Linked DNA regions of Mus musculus: region 2 is linked to region 1. Evidence: chromatin contacts called from public HiChIP or PLAC-seq data. All regions are on one chromosome and are shown on one strand. Each heading gives the region's core, a stretch centred on a gene start, on an enhancer-like site or on the middle of the called end of the contact. The rest is flanking DNA. Distances are from core to core; before and after follow the strand shown.

Region 1 (3,043 bases), core at 164-2,663:
CCCACCAGGTCCTCTGCACTTAGATTAAGGCTTCCGGTTGGTTGTTTTTAGGGGATTCCTGAGTCTGCAAACAAGTGAGTTTCTGCATTTTCTTGTGCTTTCTCTTGGGCTCTTTTCCTTCTGTTTCTTTGTCTTGTCCAATTCTGATGTGATACTATGTGTTTTATTTTATTATATTTTATTTTATTATATTTTATTATTATACTCTTAGAAGCCTGTTTGTATTCTAGTGAGAGATGGAAAGGGAGTGGACCTGGGGGAGGGGGAGGAACTGGGACGAGTAGAGGGAGGGGAAACTGTAATCACGATGTAGTATGTGTGGAAAAAAAATACATTTTAAATCCATGTTTTTTAGCTTATAGACTTTAAAGATCCAAAAAGCATGGTGTTGGCTCCAGAGAGCACCCCCTGCCCCTGAGGGAATCACTTCATGACCAGCACAAGGGCAGATGCATGCCTAAAAGGGAGAAATCACACAATGAGTTAAAAAGACAGAAAGAGGGGAGGAGCCAGTCATGACCCCCCACCATGCGAGCTTTGGACGTGGATCATCTAAACCATAGTAAAGAGCAATGTTTTAACAATGTTGCTCACTGCACCTGGAGAGACAGTTCAGTGCTTTTGCAGAGGGCCCACGTCAGGGAGCTCACAGCTCCCTGTACCTCTAGCACCAGAGAATCAAATGTCCTTGTGTGTTGTTTAGTTCTTTGTCAATTTGACACAAGCTAGAGTTAGCGAAAAAGAGAAAACCTCAATTGAGAAAAATGTCTCCATCAGATTAGCTTGTAAGACATTTGTGGGACATTTTATTGGTTAATAATTAATGTATAGGCACCCAGGCCATTATGGGCAGTACCACTTCTGGGCAGGTGGCCCTGGGTTTATTTAAAAAAAAAAAAAAGGCTGTGGGGAGCAAGCCAGTAAGCAGGGCTTTTATTGTCTCCGCTTCCATTCCTGCCTCCAGGTCCTGCTTTGAGCTTCTACTTTGTCTATCAAAATGGACTGTGGTCTGTTATCTGGAAGTATGAGCCAAATAAACCCCTTCCTCCCCAAGTTGCTTCTTGCCTCACTAAGACCGCCCTCTTCTGGATGGCATAGGCCCCTGCACTCACATGTGCATAGAACCACACATACACATATAAGTTTTACAATAAAATAAAAAAATTTAAAATATTGCTAATACTCTCACTAGGCAAAATCAAATAGCATTAATCCTACATGGGCCAGTTTTGGAGGGGAGTCCATTAAAAAAAAAAAAAGGATTCCAGTCTATGAACTCAAAAATGATAGAAGAAAAGAGAAAGCCACTTGCTGGGTTCCAGCCATGCTCACCCAATAGATGAACAGACACAGCCTGAGAGCCCAGAAGCCACATCTGTGCCACAGCAAACCATTGCTGAATGCCATAGACATTCAGAGTTGCTTCCAGATGGTCAAACCCACAAATGTCAGAATGCACTATATCGGCAAAGCTTAGTCACGGGGCATGAGGCAAAGAAATTCCTGAACTCTGAGGCCTATAAACAGGATCCCGTGTGCTGGTTTGTATCTCACTCTAGTTACCGTATTTGGATCTTGATGTGAGCAGATGAAGCGTTAAAAGCCCATTGGCAATCAGAGGCATCTAGGGAAACTATGTCTAGGTGACCTCCCACCAGTTGCTGTTTCTTTAGTTAGCTGTGTTACTAACATTAAGCATTACTAACATTAAGAAAACCTTACTTTCTAGAAACACAGAGAATAGCTGGAGATTTGTTTTTTGATATTTGGGATAGTTTTAAAATGCTTTTGTGAATCAAATACAAAGCTGTTGGGTTCTGTCATATCTCAGTGGTGGGGACGAGGAAGGTACATTTTACTCTGCCGTTCTTTTATGTATTTTTGAAAGTTTTCACAGTAAGACTTGGAAAGGAGGGAGGAAAAGAGGACTACTGGATAATACTGCCTTTATTACAATTTCACGTTGGAAAGGAAGAGATGTCTATCCACATTTGTAAACACATACTTCATTTTGCTTCTATACTGTGACTGTACAATGAAGATGTCAGCCAGTGTCGGGTGGGTGTTCCCACCATTGTATAGATGATGAACCCCAGGCTTAGGCTAACTGTGTTTGCACACAGAGGACAGGCAACCACGGGAGCTGCTGAAATCAATTGTCTCTGAGCAATCAAAAGCAAAGCGCTATCGTCCCTTATCTAAAGTTGCTTTCCACGGTTCCAGTTACCCACGGTGAAACACAATCTAAAAAGAGTGAATAGAAAATTCTAGAAACAAGTGGTACATTTAAAAGCATATATCACACTTAATTGTTATACATGCTATGTCGTATTGCAGTTGTCAATTCTCTACTGTGCTTAAACCATAGTTCACCACAAGTGCATACACACAGGAAAAACACAGGCTCTCAAGGGTTTGGTACTATCTGAAGTTTTAGACATCCAGTGTGTGTGCGAGGGTAGTTGTCTTAGAATGTATCCCCAGTGGGTAATGGAAGACTCCTGTAAGCTAACAGCTAACGGTCTGCCTCTGAATCTCTTGATTATGAAGAGAAGGGACAGTTGCCACTTTAAGACCTTATGCTAACTGGTGCTCACCACACTGGAAGCTGCCAGCCATCTTGATTCAGGAAGAAGCCATTTTGGTTCACCACTTCTCCTTTCTCCATTCACTTAGGTAAAGGAACACGAGTTCTGACTTGGGGCGTGTGAATAACGAAGACAGACTTTCCATAATCAGTCCTAGGCCGGGCAGGAAGGGGAGTACAGCGCTCCAATATGGACTCTATGCATTTCATGAGAAGCTGAGCCCTTCGTGCCTCTCCTGAACATTTGGGATCCTCTCTCTCTCAAGGATCACTTTCTTCAATGTTCATCCCTACTCCAAAACAGCTGACAGCCTCTGGAAGTCCTTGCTTGAGCACAGCATATGTACAGACAACAGACTCAAAGCCAGACCACAGAGGGTCAAATTCTGGCCACTCGGAGACTACCTTTTCAACTCTCTGTCTCAATTTCCTTTTCCCCTTTAAAAGGATAATCAC
Region 2 (3,043 bases), core at 257-2,756, 100 kb before region 1:
CAAGCTAACCATTAACGTAAGCTCTGAGTGTCTTTACGTTTGGATTTTAGACTTCAGTGCTCATCTCTCACACTGGGAGAAGTTGCTCAATTCAACATTCAACAAAGGTCAAAGCCAAATGACCTCACGTACCAGATTGTTGTTAATTCCTCTACTTCTCTGTTTGTAAAAGGGAGGTAGACTCTTTCCTCTTCATCAGGAGGAAAATCAATCTTGGGACTTGTAAGTACTGTTCAGGGACCCTCATGTTAGGTAGCATCTATGGGCATGTGGTAGGGCCAGAAGTTGAGCTGGACTAGGTCCACTGAGCCTCCTCCTCCTCCTATCAATCAGTGTCTCTTCTCAGTAATAGATTAGTAAGAACTGGGAAGATTTGAACAAGGACAACAGGATAATCTATATCTCTATAAATCTACCTATATCCCTATCTATCTATTTATCTATCTATTATCTATCTATCTCTGTATCTGTGTCTGTGTCTGTATCTGTATCTGTCCTTTATGTCACCAGCTGTATGTCATCTAAACCCATGATGTTTCAGCTATGGACCATGAACCATAAACTCACATTCACTTTTCCTAGAAATGTAGGTTTGAAAGAGGCACCAAGTATGCAAGCACTGGCCACATCAAAAGACCTCCCAGGTGTGTGGTGGTGTCTCTGACTTCAAGGGGAACAAAAATCCTTCAAACCTACCCGATCCATGCCAGGTGATATTATGGGGAACTTTTCCTTTTGTAGAGAGGATAAATTGAAAATCGATTATGAATATTTTTCGGAAAAACAACTTCTGTTGGTGCCCCTGGCATACCCAAATTGCTCAATATCAAGTGAAATAAGGAGTCCTCTTTAGAAAGAGTCCCAGCTGGAGTGTCCCGTTTCCTATTTGCAAACTTTAAAAATCTCTTATCAGGGACAATGGCTTAGCCATTAATAAGAAAGGCACAGCCTCCTTTCTCTAATTCTAAAATTTTCTCACTGAACTTGGCTAGCCACAGGTATGATGGCCCAGTGCCCAATGAGTCATTCTGAGACTCTTCTAGATTAGATGTTGACAACAAAACCTTTAATTGTCTTAAAAAAAAATTCAAAGAATACTTTGAGACCAGAGCCAGCATATGTATGTACCATTGTGAACACACACACACATATACAGAGAGGGAGAGAGGGAGAGAGGAAGAGAGGGAGAGAGGGAGAGAGGGAGAGAGGGAGAGAGGGAGAGAGGGAGAGAGGGAGAGAGGGAGAGAGGGAGAGAGGGAGAGAGGGAGAGAGGGAGAGAGGGAGAGAGGGAGAGAGGGAGAGAGGGAGAGAGGGAGAGAGGGAGAGAGGGAGAGAGGGAGAGAGGGAGAGAGAGGGAGAGAGGGAGAGAGGGAGAGAGGGAGAGAGGGAGAGAGGAATAGGAATACAAGCCCAATCCCTGGTTCTTTTAGCTCTTTGCTCTAGAGCTGCCCCTATTTCAGAGCCACACCACGGATTCTTTGTGCCCTCAGTCACAACATCCCAAGCATTCCTTCAAGCCTTGTGGCTTGGCTTGAGCAGCTGGGAATAAAAGATCTCTTGAATACAGAAGGCAGGGTTGCATTCTAGCAGCTGCCACCCAAGGGGAGGAAACACCACGCGGGTCATGTTTTGTATTGATGCTTCTTGTATTTAAGGGGAAGATTAGAGAAATGCTCTTCCTGGGGATCTTTGGGTTTGATTTATGGGGGGAAGGGAGCTGAGGACTGTTCTTTTGATGATGCTCCAGGGCACGTTAGGAGCCTGCCTTTGACTTTGAACTGCTAGGACCCCGTGAACCTTCTGCACAAGGATATGTCTCAATTTTAAAGCTAAAGGCTTGAACAAACAATTCCAAGTTGCACCAAGCTGCAGTGTTCCTTCTTTCAATACACTGCCATGCACATTGTCAACAGTAGTGACTTAGGGCCGGAGCTATTAATGGAAACCAGAAAAAGAATACTTTGGGAAAGGTCACCAGGGACTAACTGGAGCTTCAGGAAGTAAGCAGCTATATTTACAGTCCTGGGACAGTGCAGATCTCAGCCTTCCACACAAAGAACGCTTTCTTTCTGCCTTTGACATGTCACGAAGGCCAAGTGGGTAAATTCGGACCATCTCACAGATGGATTTGTTATTGAGCTGCAAGTCCAGACTTACACAGGATGAATTTCCTTACTCTTCTCAGTCCACCAGAAGAGCCCGTGGCCCCGATACATCCTTTGCCCCATCCTCATGCAACACAAGAGTTTTGTGGAATGAATGGATGGGCGCTGAGCCCAGTTTTATTCCTCCCTCTCCCTCTCTCCTTTTAGTCTTGAGCTATTTGCATTCACAGGGTGTGTCCCCACCCAGGAAGTGAGGTGCCTGAAACTATTACACAAAACTATTGGCTCCTAGGTGTTGGGTCAGAGTCTGGACTGAGGCAGTGATAGTCAGGAAGAGATTGGTGTGTTCTGAGTTTCCTGTGAAAATATCCTTCCGCATTAGTACTTACTATTGATCATATATGCTGACTGCCACAAGATGCCATGGATGAAGGGAAACTCAAAGGTTTAGTGTCACAGTCTCATTTGGCAAATGTCAAAAATAAGACCAGGTGAAGAGGTAGTGCTTGCTCAAGGACATAGGGGCATTGCTGTCAGATCCAGGCCTAAAGACCAAGGCGCCCAGTGCTGGATCTCATCAAAAATTCACAAACCAGCCATGTAGAGGTGGCGCATACCTTTAATTACAGTGCTAGGGAGGCAGAGGCAGGTGGATCTCTGTGAACACCGTCTACAGAGTGAGTTCCAGGACAGCTCGGGCTGTTACACAGAGAAATCCTGTCTTGAAAAGCATAGAAAGCGAACAAACAAAACCCATGAAACCACGGAATGTGAAATGGGAGGCCGAGTGGTGTCCTCTGCACACCCGAGATGTCTGTCGCCACATGGAAGTGTTTACTTGGGACCACAGCACCTACTAGCCAACAGTGCCTTTTGTGGGCCTCATGATTTTGACGGACAGGAATTTGAGCAAGGTGATTTTTCTCTGTGTAGTGTCA

Evidence for each region. HiChIP or PLAC-seq counts read pairs in DNA pulled down with a chosen protein or histone mark.
Region 2: a contact with region 1 is called in an H3K27ac HiChIP or PLAC-seq map of embryonic fibroblasts, with 34 read pairs. The contact joins two enhancer-like sites. A contact is called at or near these places in 19 of 484 Hi-C or Micro-C datasets (the C2C12 cell line, bone marrow-derived dendritic cells, brain and 12 more) and 4 of 115 datasets of contacts at active chromatin or transcription factors (the NIH/3T3 cell line, embryonic fibroblasts, embryonic stem cells and 1 more).

What each region holds. Positions count from the first base shown.
Region 1 is chr12:70,510,666-70,513,708 of GRCm38.p6, reverse strand. No RefSeq gene overlaps it. Among named protein-coding and RNA genes, the nearest start is that of Gm32219, 23 kb to the left of the region's middle. Within about 2 kb of position 1,413, at least 19 of the 459 cell types and tissues checked have an H3K27ac peak or open chromatin away from gene starts, as enhancers often do. A contact at or near this core is called in the C2C12 cell line, embryonic fibroblasts, muscle stem cells and 1 more, where this site is marked.
Region 2 is chr12:70,615,199-70,618,241 of GRCm38.p6, reverse strand. All of the region lies in intron 1 of Gm40436 (a long non-coding RNA gene), which reads right to left. Among named protein-coding and RNA genes, the nearest start is that of Gm40436, 26 kb to the right of the region's middle. Within about 2 kb of position 1,506, at least 53 of the 459 cell types and tissues checked have an H3K27ac peak or open chromatin away from gene starts, as enhancers often do. A contact at or near this core is called in the C2C12 cell line, embryonic fibroblasts, muscle stem cells and 1 more, where this site is marked.